7 separate regions of the Mus musculus genome follow, and regions 1, 2, 4, 5, 6 and 7 are each linked to region 3. A link is a contact called in public HiChIP or PLAC-seq and Micro-C data. All regions are on one chromosome and are shown on one strand. The core of a region is the stretch at or near the end of the contact, and the rest is flanking DNA. Distances in the headings are between cores, read along the strand shown.

Region 1 (2,700 bases), core at 48-2,547, 320 kb after region 3:
AGAAATTATTTGGAAATACTTCCCAACGGTTCCCACTATCCTTCTTTCAATCTGTCTTGTGCTATGAAGGTTTTCCCTCTCTGCGGCTTCTGAGAAAGCATTGGAGGCTCTCTGCATATTCCTCGGAGTACCGTCTCTTTTCCTTGGAGAATCTACGTTCACAGCTGTCTCTGGGCAAATCCATCTGGTGATTATCATCATCAGACTACTCTCACAGCACCCACAAAACATCATTACACTCATAACCTGTCCATTTCTTCATTGACTCCTGGAAGATAAGAACCGAGGGTAGTTCTCTTTGTTTGAAGCTCTTAATGCAATGTCACAGTAGCTGCTCAAGGAATATTTGTAGAACACACCAACACTCTCAGAAGCGTTTCCACAGCCTTATTTACACAGATTGGCCCTGGAGTCAGGGAAGCGATTCTGGGTCACTGTCTAGCCCCTCTTCTAGCTATGCAATGTCCAGCAACGTTCTCAAAGCCTCAGCTTTCTCAACAGTAAAGTGGGGTTTAAAATGGTTACCTACCTCATAAGGTTGTTTTGAAGAAGACGTGAAATCATCGAAGCAAAAATAATTAACACTGTTCAATAAACAAATGATAGCAATTACGTCTCACTCCCATAACTAACCCCTGTTGGTCAGGTTAGTGTCAGGAACCGTGATGTACACAAAAGGAAACTGTGGCAAAGACAGATGGAAGCGGAGGACACAAGGAACTGCCGCGGGCAGGGGCCAGATAGGGGACCTGCATCTGTCTGACCAAGGCCTCGGCTTTCTCCTCAGCCTGTGGACGATCCTGACCGCACTGTGGGGAGTCGTCCCCGACCGTGCTTTTTTCTGGGGTGAAGGTTCTGCGTCTGAAAGGTCCTATTCCCTTGGCAGTGGAGTCCATCAGCACCCCCCACCCCACCCCCGAGCCGAGGAGCTTCCGGGTTTCGGTCGCAGTGCCCAAGCCCGACTCTCCGGGACAGTGATGGTTTAGGGTCAGGTGAAGAAGCGAGGGTCGGGAGGTAGGGGGGTCACAAACCATCCACACCCCTCAAACTTCGGGGCGGGGCAGAGGAGAGGGGGCGGAGCTTGAGGACGCGAGGAGTCATGGGAGATTAAAGGGGGTTTGGATGGTTACTGTGCCTCGATGGGGAAGGAAAGCCTCACCTGACAAAGCCAGGATAAATGTTTTGACTTCGCCAGGACAGTCTTTGTAGTTCTCTTTCCGTAGGGGTCAGGGGAGGGGCTGGCAACTCAGGATTCTGTCCAGGGTCCGATCTCTTCCGGCTTTTCTCGGAAGCTGTTAACATCCAGGACAGGAAGTCCCGCCTCCCCGCCTTGTACTGATGACGCAAAGCTACGTAAGGCGGACTGACGTAAACGTAATCTTTAAATAAAAGGGCCAGGTTGCGCCGCGGCAGAAGGGGAGGAGTCATTGTTGGCGGGATTTCGGACCTCCGGCAGTAAGACCACGCCCATTAGGCGTGGCCTCGGACCTCCTGGAGGTCGGAGGCGGGGCCAAAAGAGAAGAGGCGGGGGAAGGTGTTTGTGGGGGGCGTGGTTTCATGCTTAGACGATTGCCCTGGCAAGCTCTCCTGGTCCACCCGCCGCTAGGTTTCCTTCTTTCCCGCCTGGTTTTTCCTTCCGGTTTGGTTCTCTAGCTCCAGAGCTAATGAGATTCATTACTGCTTCGCCAATGCACACCAGGCTCCAAGGTTGGGAGCGGTAAAGTCTGCTATTTTTGACTTCTAAGACAGTTGTTCCTCGAGGAGATGGGCAAGAATACAAATTAAAGTCTTAAGTACTTGAAGATTTCTACCTCGTATAGCTTTAATAAATGAAGCGGGAAGGCATTTTAAAGAGATACAAATACAGTGCCCTCAGCCGGGCAGTGGTGGCACACGCATTTAATCCCAGCACTTGGGAGGCAGAGGCAGGCTGATTTCTGAGTTCGAGGCCAGCCGGGTCTACAAGTAGTGAGTTCCAGGACAGCCAGGGCTATACAGAGAAACCCTGTCTCGAAAAACAAACAAACAAACAAAAAACAAATAGAGTGCCTTCTTAAGAAAGGATTTTTTTTCTTTTACTTGTTTCTATGTGTATGCCGCGTGTGTGGGTACTTGCAGAGCCCAGAAGAGGGCATTGGATCTCCATGAGCTAGGGTTACAAGAGGTTGTAAATCGCCAGTCTTGAGTGCTGGGGAGAGAACTCAGGTCTTCTGGCAAGAAGAACAAGTGCTCTTAACCATTGAACCATCTCTCCAAGTCTATCACCCTGGATTAGTTTTTCCTTTTTTTTTTTTTTTTTTTGGTTTTGTTTGATTGTTGATTCACTATGTAGAAGAGCAAGCAGCCTTTCTCAACCTTTGAGTCTAACGACTCATTCAGAGGTCGCATATCGGATTTTATATTAGTATTCATAAGAGTAGCAAAATTACAGTTGTGAAGTAGCACCAAAAATAACTTTACAGAGAACCAGTGTAGTGGATGATCTTTCCCATCTGGGCACCACCATGAGATTAACCCAGTGTTTTGATGGTCTTGGTCACTTTAAGAAATGTATTACATTTTATTTATTGATTGAGTATATGTAGATGTGTGCACTACAGCCCAAACGTGGCGGTCAGAGGACAGCTTGTGGGACTTGATTCTCCTTCTACCCTGGGGGTCCCAGGGGTTGAACTGATGTCACCAGCCTTTGTGGCAACT
Region 2 (2,700 bases), core at 143-2,642, 510 kb before region 3:
CGAGAAGTCCCGCTGCAGAAACTCGCTGCCGTCCCCTCCCATGCCATCGCTGCCTCCGTCTTCCTCACCAGCTTCTTCCACAAAATCCTCATCGCTGGTGTCGTCGGATTTGGCGGCTGCCCGCTTGGGGTAAAGGCCGGTTTTGAGATCAGGCTCCTCCTGATCGTGGTCATCCATGAGGAACTGCGTGGTGTTATAGGGCGCAACTGGCTGGCCCTTGGCGAACATCTCGGCTCGAACCCGCGAAGCTCGCAGGCTCTGCTTCTCGTCGAACTTTTTCTTCTCCTCCCAAGTCAGCTTGTAGTAGGGCTTCCAATGCCGCTTCTTCTTTGAGGGGCGTCTCCGATGTTTTTTCTTGCCCAGCTGTCTCTGTTGCTGTCCCCATGGCTCCTCGCCTCCGGCGGCAGGAGCCTCCTGCTTGGTGGCCTCCGAGTCATGACCTGGCTGCACGAGGGACTCTGACATCGGCTCTCCCTCCGCCGACGGGGAGGCACCGCCAGTGGATAAGTCCTCCCCATTCTGGCCCTTCTCGCCCTTCTCCAGGGAGCTCAATTCTGGACAGGCATTCGTCTGCAATGGGGGCAGCTGGTGCTTCAGGCCCCCTTCTCCCTCCTGCCCTGGACGGCTACCGGACTGCAAGGACGCTCTCGATTGCCACCTACTGTCCTCCTTGGGCACCCGTTCCTCCGCGCTTGGGGGGCGCTCAGAGGTATGCTCTTCATGGACAACAGCAGCACCTGTACAGTTGCTAGTTTGAGGCTGGTGTTGATGTTCTGTCAAGAGTGGCTCGGCCATGGCTTAGTAGAGTTCTCTTCTGGAAGTTTGAGAAATTCTGGCTTAAGGAAAGAGGTTTTTCTTTCTTTTCAAAATATGTCCAACAAAGTCCTCTTCGGTCAGTAATTTCTGCAGTGACGCCTTCCGTCCGTCCTGTCAGCAAACTCCAATCGCAACTTGGAGTCCAGTCAATAAAGGGTTAAGCGCACACAAGCGTGGCCAACTAGCAGGTCCGGGGGTTCAGCAGCAGGCACCGTATGCAAATATGCAGAGGGGTGGGCTTCACGCCTCCCCGCCGAGTGCTCCCACAGACGAGGAGTTGGTGCGCAAGGAGAGGAGGTTTAAGTCCAATGGGTTAAACCCAACCCGAAAGGGTTAAAACTACCCGATGACGCTGCCTCGGAGGGGCCGAATCCACAAAGGGTTAAATCCCCTGCCGCAGAGCCCACAAGGGGTTAAAGTCCCAGAGCCGCCACCTCCCACTTCCACGGGTGTCGCTCCAACCCGAGCTCCCAGTTCCTCAGGCCGGGCCGGAGCCTTAGCCGAGGACAGACAAACTCATCTCCCCTCTGGCTCGATGCTCCGCTCAGTTCTCCTCCGCCTCCTCCTCTTTTCCTCCCTCCCTCCCTCCCCCTTCAGACAGCTCTTCTTCCGCCTCCTCCTCCGGCTTCCCCTCCCAACCTGACTTTCCACCTGCCAACTTCCAACTGCTGTCTCCAAGCCCTCGGCGCCTCTTATATATAGAAGCTTGTAAGCCCCGCCCATGCGCATGCGTAACGGAGTCCAGGTGTGGGGCAGCCGGGAGTCGTAGTTCCCTTCTTTCGGGCCCGCCGTCCTCGCGCGCCGTGCAACGTAGCCAATCATAGAATGCGTAGGGGGCGTCTCCCAGGCCGCCTTCTTCCATCGCTTAGCTCTCGCTGAAGAAACGTGAGCAGTCATTGGGCAAGAGTTATTCGTCTCTCCGAGGAAGGAAGACCAATTACAGAGGAGATGGGGCGGGTTCTGGACCATACCATTGTGCTTCAGGAATACAAGAAGATTCCATGACCTTTGGGAGCTTATACAGAATATTTTTATTAAAAGGTGCGTTTGAAAATCTACTGTCATATTCTGTTCTCAGCGGAAAGGTTCTGATGGCCATAAACCGTTTTCAACTTATGCAAAAATGGTCTGTCCCTAAAAAGTAGTCCCTAAAGTGTAAAAGAGGATTAAATTCTATAAAGAGAGCTGTTAGTCGTGATTACTGACATTGGATTCTTAAAATTACAATAATGTCTCTGAGGTAGGTGATGGGTTTCTTGGAGAGAGATAAGCGGAAGGATATTTTGGACAACTATTTATTAAAAAGACGAAAAGCGCATGAAGAAGTAAACAAATGAATTAAGAAGTGCCGCCTTAAAGGGACAGTGTGGTGGCCTGCCGAGCATCAGCTTCAGACTAGGCCTCAGGAACTGAGAGGGCGGGTTCGAGTCCTGAGTGACGTCGGTCCTCAGGCTATCCTGGAGGCCCTTAGGTGAGAGCAGCCACCCAGGCCAAGAGCTATCTCCGCACCAGAGGTGAAAGCAAAGTGGTCCTCCGCGGCCGAGCTCTCCGCCTGAGCCCGGATGGGAAGCGCGTGGTGAGGAGGAAGGACTCGCCCCGAACCTCGGCTTCTGCCGAAGAAAATGGCCTCCCGGGGTCGACTTGGCCTCTTCGCTTCCGATACCGCAAACCTTTCCCTAGCCAGGATACTCTGGAGAGATTGGGCCAATTGATGCGAAGTCTGTGTTGGGGAGGAACCCAAAAATCTATGCGTTCCCGAAAAAAGGGGGTGTCATCCACAGAGATGAGGTGTGTGTGTGTGTTGGGGGGAAGGCTTCGAGAAGGAAAGCTGAAGGCCTTCCCTGAAATGGGTGTGCTTGACCCAGGGCCGTAGGGTACATTGGG
Region 3 (2,700 bases), core at 4-2,503:
CCTCTGAGAAGCGCTCATTGCATACCACGCGCTCCTGGAGAACGAAGCCCGCAATGTAGGCCACTGACACCATGGTGTAGCAGCCGGACAGAAAGATGATGGGCCGCTCTGGGTAGCGAAATCGCTGCATGTCCACTAAATAGGTGGTGACCGTGAAGAAAGTGGAAGCGCAGCACAACACCGACCATGTGAGGATCCAGAGACGGGCAAAACGAGTCTCCTCTTGCGAGAAGAACATAGAGCCGTCGGGCCGTGCGGGCTCGCAGGGCGCGGCACAATCGCGCTCACCCAGAAACTTATAGCTGAGATAGGACGGCACCTTGAGGACGCGGGGACAGTGGAAAGGGTGCTCCAGAGTGGCGTAACGCGGTGGCGAGCCACCACCGCCAGGGCCGCCCGGGGTGCCACCCGCGCCGGGCTGCAGCCCAGAAGGTGGCGCGGTGGTGAGTAGCGCAGGAGCTCCGTCCTCCGAGTGGTTCTGGCCCACGCAGATCTGCTCCGCGCCGTGACGCGGGAAATGCTCGCAGCGGAGGCGCTCGGGCCATTGGAAGCCGAACTTGTTCATGAGCGCCTCGCAGCCTTGGCGCGCGCGCTCGCAGATGGAGCGGCACGGCGGGATGGCCTGCTCCAGCACTGTGCACACCGGCGCGTACATGGAGCACAGGAAGAAGCGCAGCTCGGGCGAGCACTGCACCTTCACCAGCGGGTAGAACTGATGCACCTCCAGGCCCGCGTCTTCCTGGTTCGTGTGGCCAAGAAGGTTGGGCATGATGGTCTGGTTGTAGGCGATGTCCGTGCACAGCGGGATGGAGATGGGCTGGCAGAAGCCGTGGTCCGGGATGGAGATGCCCTTCTCCCCGTGGAACTGGGCCGGTCCGGCGGCCGGCAGCAGCAGCAGTGGCAGCAGCAGGCGGGGCAGGGCGCTGCGGGGCAGGGCGCTGCGGGCCCGCATGCTGGCCGCCGCCCCCCACTCGGCTCCTGGGCGCCCCCCAGCCCCCGCCCCCAACCCAGAGACCGCGCGCCTTCCCCGCTGCCGCCTAGCTGCCCGGCCGCCTCCCGCGTCTCCTTGCAAACTTTGCTCGCGGCCGCAGAGTTGGGGAGATTGGGCGGCGGGGGAGGGGGCGGCGCACCCGCCTGCTGGCTCGCCGCGGTCGGACTGAGGGTCGGAGACGCGGCGCACCGCTGCCCTAGCTCCTCTTCCTCCTCTAGCCTCTGGGCTTCCCCTCTCCCCACCCTCCTCTACCCAGCGACTCCTTTGTGCCTCCTTCAGCCCTCACCTCGGCCTCTCCGATCCCAATTAGTCGGTTTCAAGGGGGCCCCCACTGGCGGCCCCGCCCTCTCCTCAGCCCCCCCTCAAAAGGGATCCTTGAAACCGCCCCGTCGAGCTTTGCACCATCCCAAAATGTGCTCTCGGCCAATCAGATTTAAACTGGAGGACCAGCCCCAAGGGCTGGATTGGTCGACCACAACATAATGAGATCAGAAACCAGATGCCAAGAAAACTCTACCCCCCTCCTTCTGCTTTTTTAAAGAGACAAGCTATTATTATATTAGGAGCTGTTTGCTCAGTCCGTGATTGCTTCGGAGTCGCCCAGGAAAGATCCGGAGACACGTTTTCTCAAAGTGGCATCCGACCCAGACAACTCTAGCCTAATCTGTGGCCCTAGAGCCCAAACCCTCTGAGGTACAAGAGCTCTTTGCTCCTGCCCCTGCTCACCGCCCCCTCCCCCCTTTTCAGTACCATTTATAAAACCAAGTGAAAAATCCCGTTTAAAAAAATATATACAGAGAGAGAGAGAGAAATATGTATGTTTTTAAAGCACGTTAGCGAATAGCTTGCAAAGACGTCTCTCAATCCCTCTCAGAGAGTCGAGGTAAAAGTGTCACTTCACCCTAAACAAGGACTCCTAGAAGTTTTCCTCGCCCCTCCCCCTACACACACCCAAAAGTAACCCTCTGAAAAACGAGAGCCTGTCTCTTTAAGAGGCTCTTAAAGGGGCCGGGACTCCGGGGTGTAATTGCCCCATAGCGAGCACAAAGGAGCCCATTATGGTTCTTTGTGTTTAGTGGCACCTCAAAGTGAGAAAATTCAGGAACTCAGAGGCCAGGCTGCGGGGCTGGGGCGGGGGTTGGGGGGTGAAGTGAAGGAGAAAGGCCCGGAGCTGAGGATTCAATCCACCCCCTTTCCGAGGAAAATCTTAATTATGCAAAGTAAAGTTTAGTTGCCATAAGGAGGAGGTCTTAATCGAAAGTTAATGGCTGGGGGGGTGGGGTGGCGGGGGTGATGGGCAGTTTTGAGTAAAGAAACGACTCTCTTAGGTCTGACGAACGTTTTGGGGAATTTGCCTTCTCCCTCCCAATCCTTGCTCCGCCTCCTAAAAGCTTCCAGATTTGATCTCCTGGGAGAAAAGGGAGTTTTACCCAAACTTTAAGTGATTCCACACCAGAAAGATGGTGTGTACGGCTGGAGAGAGGGAGGAAGGCTGGGGTTGTAGTACAGAATTTCTCCTCTCACTTCTCACCTGGCTGAGGGGTGAGGTGGCCCGAAGAAATGCCCCCCACCCCCAACTCCCTTCACACTAGGATTGTAACTTTGAGGTCTGGAGAGGGAAGGGAATTTGCATGGAAATCTGTGTCTGGAACCGGATGATGGATCAATTATTTCTGTTGTCTCTCTGGAGAGAAAGAGGAGGAGAACTT
Region 4 (2,708 bases), core at 93-2,592, 270 kb after region 3:
GTGGAGGGGCGCTGAGTGAGCTGTGCGCGCTGACGTAGAGCATGCTCACATTCAGCATGAGAAAGCCAAACATGAGCCGGGCAATAGCTCCATTGCATGCTCACTGTGCAAGCACGAAGACCTGAGTTTAATCCCCAGCACCCACACAGAAAGCTGGATGCAGTGGCCTGCACTTGCAATCTCAGTACCGAGGAGTCAGAGATCTGTCGGACTCACTGGCCAGCCCATGTAGCAGAATCTGATCACCCTAGCCTAACCTGGCGAACACTGGGAACAAAGACTATATACACCTTTGAGATGCATAGATTCCCAGTCTCACTAGCATTACTAGGCATATCCAGGTTGGCTTAGGGAATAGTCATTTTATTATTGGGGTATACATTTGATTTCCCCCTGATCTGACTTCCTATGTAGTATTATTTATCAAGTAAAAAGGGCAATGTAAATACTCTAGCTACTTAACTTTTGTTTTTTGTTTTGTTTTTTTTTTCGAGACATGGTTTCTCTGTATAGCCCTGGCTGTCCTGGAACTCACTTTGTAGACCAGGCTGGCCTCGAACTCAGAAATCCGCCTGCCTCTGCCTCTGCCTCCAGAGAGCTGGGATTAAAGGCATGCACCAGCATGCCTGGCTGACCTAACGTTTTTATTTTCATGGTATACACTGGTTTTCTGTTGTCTACCCCACACTGTGCACATTTTGAGCTATTGAGGCAGTTTCTGTCAAAGCACTTAGATGCCAAGACAAGAGTAGCAGACGTTGCACTAAGAGACCTGTGATATATATGATCACATAGGAACAGACATCTTTATTTGGCTTCCCGAAGGCCAAGGCCCCTCCTACATGCTTGTTAGTAGTTGACTGTAGTTCTGGAAATTGAATCCAAGGCCTCATGCACACCAGGTAAGTTATCTACTACTGAAATACCTCCTCAGGCTTTTCATTGTAATTCAGTCTTTGAGTATTCAATATTCTTGCCTCCGATTGTCAAAAATGCTAGGATAATGGTCTTAAGCAGCCAGATCCAGCTGTCCTACAGTATGGAAGGAAATGGTTCTTGTTATTCTACTTTTTTGTTTGTTTGTTTGTTTGTTTTGTTTTGTTTTTTGAGATAGGGTTTCTCTGTGTAGCCCTGGCAGTCCTGGAACTCACTCAGTAGACCACACTGGCCTTAGAAATGCCCCTGCCTCTGCCTCCCAAGTACTGCCCAGCTTGTTTATTCTACTATTAAGCATATGGCTTCTTTTGAAGGTAATATCACCCAGAAGCAAGGTTGAACACCTATGTTAGTCTGCTATTTTTATCTAAATAGTAGTGGAGTCCTGAAAGACAAGCCCACTGGTGTTGGGGTTTGGTCAGTTGCTATGTATTGTAATGCTAAATTCTGTAGGGGGGGGGTCCTGCTATGAAAGAATTCTCAAGGTTACCAGCTTTTGTTGTGCAAACCTTGTTCCTTAGTTTTTAAAACTACTAGTAAAACAAAGTGCTTACAGCCAATTACAGGAGGGATTAGAGTTGGGAGTGGAGAGGCAAGGAGGAAGAGGAGGAGGAGGAAGAAGAGGAGGAGGAGGAAACACTTTGAGAGAAGTACTGTGAGCACATGGCCAGAAGAAACTGCAAATATTGGGGGGGGGGCACCTCTGGGGAGGTAGCCAGGCCAGCAGGTTAGAAAAGTAGATTGAGGATTAGCCCCCAGTAATTGTCAAAGCCAAATAAAATAACTGATGTCTGAATCTCATTTATTTGTAAGCTAGATGGGGATAAGTTTAAATTAGTTGTACTACACATAAGCTTTTATTTTTTATTTATTTTATTTTTTTGGTTTTTTTTCGAGACAGGGTTTCTCTGTATAGCCCTGGCTGTCCTGGAACTCACTTTGTAGACCAGGCTGGCCTCGAACTCAGAAATCCGCCTGCCTCTACCTCCCGAGTGCTGGGATTAAAGGCATGTGCCACCACTGCCCACACCACATAGGCTTTTAAAAATGTATCTTAGCTCCAGGATCAAACTTCAACTGTCTCTGTTGAAGAGGACGAGGACCTACCAAACAGTGCAGCTTCTTTTCTTTGGGGAATCAAATCCTCTGTCTTAGGTAAGAAATCAGACGGAGGTCGTCCTAAAGCTAGGAGTGGTAATCAGGACCACTGCCAGGCAATAGCAACACCTATTTAAGATCAGCCAGGGAAAAGTCTCACTCCTCTAATGGACCCTTTAATGACACGAATTTCAAGTTCAATAAGTCAGACAAGCTGAGCCTTCATACCTCAGCACCCTTAGGGATGAGGAGCAGAAAGAAGAGGCAGTGGAAGGGAGAGCTTCCCTGGCTGCGAGGAAAGGATGCTCACCCTCGGGGTAGAGATGCCTGTTCAGGAGGGTTAGCCAAAACAGACTGCATCTAAGATGAAGACCAGAGCGACCCAGAGGACAGCCTCTATCTTCACCATCAAGACATCTGAATGATTACTGAATGACACCCCCCCTCCTGTGTCCTGACAGCTGACAATCATCAGAATAGCTGGAAGGAACTGGAAAACAAGGGCTGAGAGACGTGGTAACGGGTAAAAGCTTTATTTCTGTATACCTAATGACCTAAGTTTGACCCTTGGAGCGAGTCCAAAAAGAAAGATGTAGTGGCCCAGGCGGTGGTGGCCCTCTTCTTTAATTCTAGCACCCCGAGGGGCGGGGGGGAGTCAGAGGCAGGTGGATATC
Region 5 (2,827 bases), core at 142-2,641, 450 kb after region 3:
ACACAGTCCTATTTCCCAGTTCTTTGATATACTTAGTCTTTGTTTAAAGAAAGAGGAGGAGGAGGAGGAGGAGGAGGAGGAGGAGGAGGAATGTGAGATGAGCATGGTGACTTTAATTCTAGCACTCAGGAGGCACAGGCAGGCAGAGCTGTAGGTTTAATATTTAATGATGGTTCTTAAATGCTTTAACCTCCCTTTTAGCCAACCACCCACCAGAGTTAGGGAAAGAAAGGATATGGGGGAGGTGGACATGTTTAGAAAGGTTCTTGGGAGCAACTCCCATCTGTGTTGTATGGATACGTAGGTCTCTCCTCTTTTCTTAGGAGACAAAAGCAGCAAGACCAAAAGAGAGGTGACTTAGAGACAAGAGGACTCCTTACTTTAAAAGTTCGGCCAAAGACAGCAAAGACAGAGAATTCTCTCTGGGGTCTGTATCACACCCTTTTATGGGACCCTTATTATCTGCCAAACCACCTTTGCTACATTTAAGTCTCCCAGCAGTGATGAGGTGGAAAGCCATTATCCCCATCTCACACTTGAGTCTCCATTTAGATGACACAGGATCGGTTTTCAGCTTGGAGTCCAGGTCTGGTTATGTCCAGAGTCGGTTGCTTCCATACATCAAGCTGTGTTCCAGGATTTCTGATGTTTCAACCCCATGCTCCTTGCTCCTGTCCCATTTTGAGAGTACAAAGAACACCGGCTTTTGTTTCAGAGATCCTGACTTCAGTCCCCAGCAACCTTAGTGGCTCACAACCATCTATGATAGGATCTGATGCCCCTTTCTGTCATGCAGGCATACATGTAAATAGAATATTCATATACATAAATAAACAAATCAGAGCTGGAGAGATGGCTCAGCACTTAAGAGCACTGACTTCCAGAGGTCCTGAGTTGAATTCTCAGCAACCACATGATGGTATACAACCAACTGTAATGAGATCTGATGCCCTGATGGTGTGTCAGAAGACAGCGACAGTACACTCATAAATAAAATAAATAAAAATTCTTAAAAAAATAAACAAGTGGTCTATATTTTGTTTTTAATGTATGAGTGTTCTGTTTTCACGTACACCGGTATGCCAGAAGAGGGCATCAGATCCCTTTAAAGACGGTTGTAAACCACCTTGTGGTTGCTGGGAATTGAACTCAGGAGCTCTGGAAGAGCAGCAGTGTCCTTAACCGCTGAAACATCTCACCAGCCCCTAAACAAATCTTTTCTTTTTAAAGGGAAAGAAAGGGCAAATTGAAGCTCTGAGTTCTCTTCATGGGGAGCGTTCAGAAAGGCTGACTCCTCCTTCTAGAACACATTTTTCCCACCCGGAACTAGGGAGCAAGAGCTTTGTTTCCCGACGAAAAGAAAAACAGTCAGGGACCGGAAGTTGCCTGTATCATTCCCCGCTGCTGGTCTCCCGGACCCGGCTGAGGCCGTAGCGGACTGCCCTTTCCCAAGATGGCTTCGAAGATTGGATCGAGACGCTGGATGCTGCAGCTGATCATGCAGCTGGGTTCCGTGCTGCTCACGCGCTGCCCCTTTTGGGGCTGCTTCAGCCAACTTATGTTGTACGCTGAAAGGGCCGAGGCGCGCCGGTGAGCGCGCCCACGAAGTCGTCGAATGCGGTGGGGGGCGGTCCGACCTGTCCCAGGAACTGGGGTGCGGTGATGTTGGGGCCCAGAAGTCGGGATACTTAGACTGGGAGGAATTGGTACTCAAACAGGTTGGAAGATGCTCTCTTTCGATTGTACGGCCATTACTGATGTGGCGGCGGCTCCGGCAGTGAGAAGGATCTCGGGTTTTTGGGGGGCAGTGGCGATTGCAGGAACTTACAGAGGTCCCCAGATACTTACTCTCTATTCATTCTGTCCTCCTTGTTCCCTACACTCGATCCACAGGAAGCCCGACATCCCAGTGCCTTATCTATATTTCGACATGGGGGCAGCTGTGTTGTGTGCTAGCTTCATGTCCTTCGGAGTGAAGCGGCGTTGGTTTGCGTTGGGCGCCGCGCTGCAGCTAGCCATCAGCACCTACACCGCTTACATCGGGGGCTATGTCCACTACGGGGACTGGCTAAAGGTGAGCACGGGGACTCTAGACGAGATTTAGCTATGGGAAGGAGCTGAAGGTTCCTGATGTATGTGGTGGGCATGTATGGTACTCCTGAACTTGAAGCCCGGGAAAACTGAGGTACTAGGTTTGCAGCAGTTTTGTGGCAATCATTACAGACCACAGACGTGTCAGACCCATAGAGACCACACCGACCTCCCTTGTAGACTGTGAAAAGGGAGGTCCAGAGATGGAAAATGGACTCTCCCAAAATCATGCCACAGTGTATGGAAGGGATCGGTAACCCAGAGTTATCTGATTCTCAGAATCTTTTAAACCATTACTTTATTGGTGTCAGACTTGTAAAACAAAAGAGGCCTTGGAGAATATCTGGTCTACCCATCAGGTTTTATGAAATGTGATTAATACTAGTGCAGAATTTGTGCCTTCAAATGCAGATGCTTATACCGGCTACTGGTAGCCTAGAGGTGAGGTAGCTTGGAGGCAGGGTCCGAAAGGATCAGACTGTCAGTCTAGTAGGGGAGGCAGGTGTGAACAGCTATGGGATAGTGGGCCTATTTGTTTTGCATTGTTTTGTTTCTAGACAGGGTTTCTCTGTAGACCAGGATGGCTCAAACACACACATACATCTGCCTCTGTCTCCCAAGTGCTGGTATTAAAGGCATTCACCGCCGCCACCACCACCACCACTGCCTGGCTGGCTGTTCTTGTTTTAGTTGCTATAGAGTCTATACTACATAGTGGGAAGAACCCTGCCATTAT
Region 6 (2,700 bases), core at 54-2,553, 390 kb after region 3:
GGTTGGACTGCTTCTCCCAGGCTCCTGACAGGAGGGTGAGGTCATCCAGTCCAGAGAGAGGACAGGTGTCCCTGGCTCTGTGCCTGGAGTGGGGGGCAAGGAGGGGCCAGGAGGGGTCCAAAATAGTAACTGTGACGTCACGAAAGGGGGAGGAGCCTACAGACCCAGGAATAACCGGTCTATTAAAAGGCTGCAGTGAGGTCAGGGGGCCAAGTGGGATCTCTCTATCAGTGGGAGGCACAACTCGGGAAGAAGGGGGGTCAACAGTAGGTGACACTGGCAGTGGCACCAGTTTTGATGGTACAGTGACCCCCATGGCCCAGGAAGGTGGAGAGCTGAGGCTACTCTGCCAGGCCAGGGTGCTAACAGCTGCTGGAGGGCCTCCAACCCCAAGTCTTCCTGTTTGGGCGCTGGAGGTCCTGTACCTGGGGCAGATGTGCATAGTCTGCCCATGAGTTATGGTGGTCAGTGCTTCAGACCTCTGGTCCCTATCACGTGAGCAGCTCTGTGAGGAGAGTGACTTCCGTCTCGCTGTACTGTACCTCGGTTTCCCCATCTTGGCCTCTTGCTGGTGGTCGTTGTTAGCACGAAGGCAATGTTTGCGGCTTGTGGTGCCCTCAGCTGGGGACGCTGCCAGGAAAGCATTGATTGAGCCGAGAATGGGCAGGTGCTGTCCAGTCCCCTGCCTGGGCTGGGCAGAGCCAACCCAGAAAAATCTCTCTGGTCCCTGGGAAGAGGCCGAGTGCCAGAGGGAGCACTGCAGAATGGGTGGGAGAGCTGCCACCCCACTGCTATTTAGGGTCTCCCTGATAGTAAAAGGCATCTCCCAGCTCTGTGGGAAGGCAGAAGTTACACAAACTCCACAGGCTGTAAGGAGGAGGTGCGAGGTTAGACCAGGTGGTTGGGTGTCTGTCACCTCTCCCTAGTCTTTCTGATTCCTGTCCTCGCTCTGCACAGAAAGGGGGAAGAGAGAAGATCCAGGCTGGCTGCTTGGTGTCCAGTCCGTTGTTTGCCCCCAGCAGTGGCCAAAGCTGACCCCAGATGCATGGGTCCTCTGCCTGCACCCTTCTCTAGTCCAGCCACTGGCCACCCAGGTCTGTGGCCTTGGCCCTGAGTGCAGGCCTCCCTTGCCCCCCTCCCCCTTGACTGGCGCTTCCTCCTGGGGTGGAACGCGCCTCCCCCCATGGGGCCTCCGCCAGGCCTGGGCTCCTGGCAGCCAGCCGGCGGCTCCCTGAGCATGCTCCACCTATTTATAGACAGGGCCCTCCCCCAACTGCTATTTCAGTCTCCTGCCAGCTGCCGGCGGCTCATTCGGGGAGGAGGAGCAGGGAGCCAAGCCCAGAGCTGTCACCGGTGGCTCTGGGAGGGAACACAGAGAGAGCCTGCCTGCCCACTGAGCTCCCCTTCCTGTCCCCTGAGCACCCAGCCATAGCCCAACTCCTGGAACCTTTGGACAGACTTTGGTCCACGCTCCTGGAGCGGAGAGCAGGCCCTTCAGCCTCATTAGCCTCCCTGCGTCTGCTGCCTCCGGAGCGCGCCCAGGCCGGATGAGGTGCCTCCTTGCCTCGTGGGTCCCAGCGGCAGTGGCCTGAGGGAGTCCTTGAGCAGCCAGCTGGCCCCGCTGACCACCTTTTCCCTCACCGGCTTCCGCCTCGGGCGGCCCCTCCCTGGCATGCTGCTGGTGCCCAAGGCACAGGGGCTTGTGGAGATGCTGCAGACCATCTATGAGACCGAGTCCTGTTTCTCAGCAGATGGCATGTCAGGCCGGGAACCATCCTTGGAAATCCTGCCACGGACTCCTCTGCACAGCATCCCTGTGGCAGGTAAGTGGCTGCGTGTCCCCACCTGCCCTCAGCTCTTGGGCATCCTGGCGCCTGGTTTGAGCACCTCACTGTGAGTCTTCCTCCATCGGGGTCCTGCTTCAGCCTTTGAGGGTTTTGTTGAACATCCGTGGACTGGAAGAGCTGTGCTTCTAAGGCAGCCTCCCTTCCTTCCTTGCCCAGGGCTGTCCTTTCACGGTGCCTCCTAGCCACCCTCCGCCTCATCCCTCCAGTGCCTCTGCCTTCAGCAGGGTCAGCCTCAGCTGCTAGGGGCTAGGGCTTCCTAGAGGATTCTGGCCTAGTTGGACCATGGTCAGAGGGGGAGGAAGTGGGTCAGTGACCTGTCTCAGGCTGCCTGCTCTCCCCACAATTGAGCAGAGGAAGAAGTTGTGCCTGGAGTACCTGCAGGAGTCAGAATCCGAGCCTCTGTGGCTTGCTTTGACCTGGTAGTGACTTTGGCAAGTTTTTGGTCAGGAGGCTTCTGAGAATGGACTCTTAGGAAGAGCCTTGTTGGGATAGGGTTGAGCAGAGACTAGCAGCTGGGGTGTTTAAGGATTTTGGCTTAGTTCCTAGTTACCTCCTAGCTCTTCCTTCCCTGGGCTGTGGTTTCTTCCCACTTTCTGAGGATAAGGGATGTGTTATTTTGACCACAGGTGGGCTTAAAGACCTCCCCCCCTAACCTCAGCTCGAGGATTCCTAGACCTGCCCACCTTCCCTGGGGGAGCTTTTTATTGATCCTTGGTAGGGGGTGGGGTCCCCCCAGAGCTGGCCACTCCTTCTGTCACTCCCAGGAACCTGTTGCCACCAGGCTGGCACCACAAGATGCTTCCTCCAGGGAGGGGCCTGCTGGACCCATGCCTGCTTGGTCCCTCCTGGCAGT
Region 7 (2,716 bases), core at 54-2,553, 420 kb after region 3:
AAACAGACAAAAGCATGGAGAAGAATTTTTATTCCCATTATAACAATTGCACCAATGCCTCCAACACAAGGAAGTTTTTGCCTGTTGGAGCACAAGGAAACATTTTTGAACTTTGTTCAGGCTCACTCAGTGCCAGAGCTGGCCCTATGCCTCTCTGTAAACTAGAGAAAGGTCAATCCATTTCTCCGATGATTTTTATATTGTGGGGAGGGGTGGGTGAAGGATGGCAGCTGGGGCTGGGAGGTTTATAAGTGCATCTGCACAGTTCCTTTTGTAAGGTTAGTGAGTATTGTAATATCAAATGGATATCATTGGGACTGGACTTTGCCATTATTACCATTCCCTGTTCCGGACTTCCCACCTTTCCCAAGTATGTATATATGTATGTATGTATGCATGCATGTATGTATGTATGTATGTTTCTACTAGTGCTGAGATTTGAACCCTATGTCCGTAAGAATGGATATGTGCTCTGTTACTGAGCAACATTCCAGAGCTGTTCTTCCTTTTACTGAGCTTTCTGAGATCACAGGGTTACTATTATTTACTTAGATCCTATATGTCATGCATGTATGCATTACCTCACTTAAGCCTCCTTACTGCCTTAGGAGGCAAACGTTATTATCTGATAAAGACCAGTAAGTAGTACCTTTGTTACAATCAAAACCATGGCTTTGCCAGTTTTGTGACCCTGACAATTTTAAGACTTCCTTTCTTTGTCTGTAAAATGAGGATATTGATTCCTTCCTTGAGGGGATGCCAGATGCTCACTAAGTAGTACTAAGTAGTATTTAGATCCCACCGAAGAAACATAAGTTTGCTAATTTGCTTACGGTATTTGGTAAATGGCCTCAGATTCTAATTTGCTTAGCCCTACAGCTAATGTATTTTGTTCGACTACTTTATAATTGGTTATAATCATTTTGAGTGAGTCCTGGTAATTCTTGTGAGCTTCTGGTTCTTCGTATGCAAATGAGGATAATATTTTATAGAGTTCATTCATTAAACGTTTTTGTGTAAGGTGTGGGCTTCAGCGAGACTCCAGTTGCTTTCCCTTTCTCCATCTTGTCCTACGTAAATCATTTAGCCTTTATATGTATCTATTTCCTTAGCTTCCAACAGAGCTTTGCAGGAACTTGGCCGAGCAGACCGGCAGCGGCACATTTTTTACTGTATTCAAGATTCCTCTTTTATTTCCTCTTCTACCTAAGGCTCCCGCCCCACCCAGCGCCAGGCCACGCCCCTGCGCATGACGTCAGCACGCCTCGCGCGTCGCGTCGCGGCGCTTGCTGGGGGCCCGGCTTTCGCCCGCTGCTGCCGCCGCCGCCGCCGGCCGCGGCTGCTCTCCCAAGATGGCGGCACCTCCGGGCGAGTACTTCAGCGTTGGGAGCCAGGTGTCGTGCCGGACGTGCCAGGAGCAGCGGCTGCAGGGCGAGGTGGTAGCCTTCGACTACCAGTCCAAAATGCTGGCTCTAAGTATCCTTCTCTGCGTGGACCCCGAGGCCGGGCCGGCGTGTAGGTGCGGTGGTGGGGGGGCGGGGGACGGCGGCGGCAGCTAGGGCCCTCTCCCGGCCTAGGGGCGACCGGCTACCGCGGTGCCCCGGGCGCATGCGCATGGCCGTGAGATTCCCATCCCCCTCCCGCGGGCCTTTTCGGTCCACTTTGGGGACCCTTGTCTCCCACCCCTTGTGGGAGCTGGGCCCCAACTGAGGGTTGGTGGGTGGAGCGGGGCTTGACACGCGGGTGTCTTTTCGGGAGGGGACGATGTCTTAAGGGGACTCCGTGATTGAGGGGAGGGGGTCGTGGTGGGGAGAGGGCTGGAGATTGGAGCCCGGATGGAGTCGGGAGGGGTGTGTAGGGTCAGGAACTGCTAGTAGGGTAAGGGTATGGACTTTACGAGTGGACTGTCTGCTGATGAGATTTGATTCAAGAAAGGGCGGTGGTGGGATGGTGGTCTAATGGGCCTTGCCGGTTTAGAGATGGGAAGTGCGGAACAGAGTTTGTATCTGAACTGGTGGCGAATTTTGCTGGGGTGGTGTATGCTTGGTGTCACTGTGTGTGCTGACTTTGAAGGTTCTCAGGCATTTGAAAACTGCTACTTAGGAGGTGTTGGAATTAGAAGCCTGGTCTAGAGAGGACTTGCCACGTTTTTCAGGGGTTTATGTATGACAGACAGTGTGGCCTTCGGTTCAGTTCAACACATTCCATAGAAACGTCCCTCTTTTTCAAAGTACCAGTGTTAAACTGCATGGAAGAAGTGGCCCTGTTCCCTAATGGTTTATGAATTACTTCACCAACTCACTGTTGGAAAACAAAACGCTTCCTGGTTGAAATAAATGAACCTCTGCCTCCCCCTTTATTTGAGCTACAGGTGGGTTTACTAGAATTATTTTTAGAAGGTAGCCTCTGTCTTTAAAATGAAGTTTCTTATGGAAACTTCTGCTGCCTTTTAATTGTGAGTTGTTGATTTCCAGCTCAGAAAGATTTCTTCATAAACGGCATACAACAAGAACGATTTCTTTGTGTGTGTGTGTTATTTTAAAAAGAGGAGAACATACTTTGGCCTAAAACCTCTTCCTTTGGTGACTTACTTGGAAGAGTCTTTTCTTGTTTTTTTTTTTTTATGGTTTTTCGAGATAGTGTTTCTTTGTATAGCTCTGGCTATCCTGGAACTCACTTTGTAGACCAGGCTGGCCTCGAACTCAGAAATCAGCCT

Evidence for each region. A called contact is a pair of places that touch in the nucleus more often than the background predicts. HiChIP or PLAC-seq counts read pairs in DNA pulled down with a chosen protein or histone mark.
Region 1: a contact with region 3 is called in an H3K4me3 HiChIP or PLAC-seq map of embryonic stem cells, with 16 read pairs. The contact joins the promoter of Tmub2 here to the promoter of Fzd2 in region 3. A contact is called at or near these places in 4 of 39 promoter capture datasets (the HPC-7 cell line, cranial neural crest, embryonic stem cells and 1 more), 4 of 484 Hi-C or Micro-C datasets (embryonic stem cells and uterus), 5 of 115 datasets of contacts at active chromatin or transcription factors (embryonic stem cells, epiblast stem cells, pancreatic cancer cells and 1 more) and 2 of 9 other capture datasets (adipose tissue and liver).
Region 2: a Micro-C map of embryonic stem cells shows a contact between it and region 3, with 2.6 times the contacts expected there. The contact joins the promoter of Hexim1 here to the promoter of Fzd2 in region 3. A contact is called at or near these places in 1 of 39 promoter capture datasets (cranial neural crest) and 2 of 484 Hi-C or Micro-C datasets (cardiomyocytes and embryonic stem cells).
Region 4: a contact with region 3 is called in an H3K27ac HiChIP or PLAC-seq map of embryonic stem cells, with 13 read pairs. The contact joins the enhancer-like site here to the promoter of Fzd2 in region 3. A contact is called at or near these places in 2 of 39 promoter capture datasets (the HPC-7 cell line and cranial neural crest) and 2 of 115 datasets of contacts at active chromatin or transcription factors (both in embryonic stem cells).
Region 5: an H3K4me3 HiChIP or PLAC-seq map of bone marrow-derived macrophages shows a contact between it and region 3, with 2.2 times the contacts expected there. The contact joins the promoter of Tmem101 here to the promoter of Fzd2 in region 3. A contact is called at or near these places in 1 of 39 promoter capture datasets (embryonic stem cells), 2 of 115 datasets of contacts at active chromatin or transcription factors (bone marrow-derived macrophages and embryonic stem cells) and 1 of 9 other capture datasets (liver).
Region 6: an HNF4G HiChIP or PLAC-seq map of pancreatic cancer cells shows a contact between it and region 3. The contact joins the enhancer-like site here to the promoter of Fzd2 in region 3. A contact is called at or near these places in 1 of 39 promoter capture datasets (maxillary cranial neural crest), 2 of 484 Hi-C or Micro-C datasets (embryonic fibroblasts and embryonic stem cells), 1 of 115 datasets of contacts at active chromatin or transcription factors (pancreatic cancer cells) and 1 of 9 other capture datasets (embryonic stem cells).
Region 7: a FOXA1 HiChIP or PLAC-seq map of pancreatic cancer cells shows a contact between it and region 3. The contact joins the promoter of Lsm12 here to the promoter of Fzd2 in region 3. A contact is called at or near these places in 1 of 484 Hi-C or Micro-C datasets (embryonic stem cells), 1 of 115 datasets of contacts at active chromatin or transcription factors (pancreatic cancer cells) and 1 of 9 other capture datasets (embryonic stem cells).

What each region holds. Positions count from the first base shown.
Region 1 is chr11:102,283,548-102,286,247 of GRCm38.p6, reverse strand. It overlaps Tmub2 (transmembrane and ubiquitin-like domain containing 2), which reads right to left and starts at 1,297. Exons shown (of 4, transcript NM_028076.4): 1 at 1,160-1,297; 2 at 530-584. The coding sequence starts at 564.
Region 2 is chr11:103,115,017-103,117,716 of GRCm38.p6, reverse strand. Hexim1 (hexamethylene bis-acetamide inducible 1) reads right to left here and starts at 1,392. Exons shown (of 1, transcript NM_138753.2): 1 at 1-1,392. The coding sequence starts at 795.
Region 3 is chr11:102,602,984-102,605,683 of GRCm38.p6, reverse strand. Fzd2 (frizzled class receptor 2) reads right to left here and starts at 1,253. Exons shown (of 1, transcript NM_020510.2): 1 at 1-1,253. The coding sequence starts at 952.
Region 4 is chr11:102,328,410-102,331,117 of GRCm38.p6, reverse strand. No RefSeq gene overlaps it. Among named protein-coding and RNA genes, the nearest start is that of Ubtf, 11 kb to the right of the region's middle. Within about 2 kb of position 1,342, at least 5 of the 459 cell types and tissues checked have an H3K27ac peak or open chromatin away from gene starts, as enhancers often do. A contact at or near this core is called in embryonic stem cells, where this site is marked.
Region 5 is chr11:102,154,971-102,157,797 of GRCm38.p6, reverse strand. Tmem101 (transmembrane protein 101) reads left to right here and starts at 1,391. Exons shown (of 4, transcript NM_029649.2): 1 at 1,391-1,590; 2 at 1,894-2,074. The coding sequence starts at 1,454.
Region 6 is chr11:102,217,539-102,220,238 of GRCm38.p6, reverse strand. It overlaps Hdac5 (histone deacetylase 5), which reads left to right. Exons shown (of 27, transcript NM_010412.3): 3 at 1,752-1,823. Among named protein-coding and RNA genes, the nearest start is that of Mir8101, 11 kb to the left of the region's middle. Within about 2 kb of position 1,303, at least 218 of the 459 cell types and tissues checked have an H3K27ac peak or open chromatin away from gene starts, as enhancers often do. A contact at or near this core is called in embryonic fibroblasts and pancreatic cancer cells, where this site is marked.
Region 7 is chr11:102,183,843-102,186,558 of GRCm38.p6, reverse strand. Lsm12 (LSM12 homolog) reads left to right here and starts at 1,303. Exons shown (of 5, transcript NM_172947.3): 1 at 1,303-1,476. The coding sequence starts at 1,353.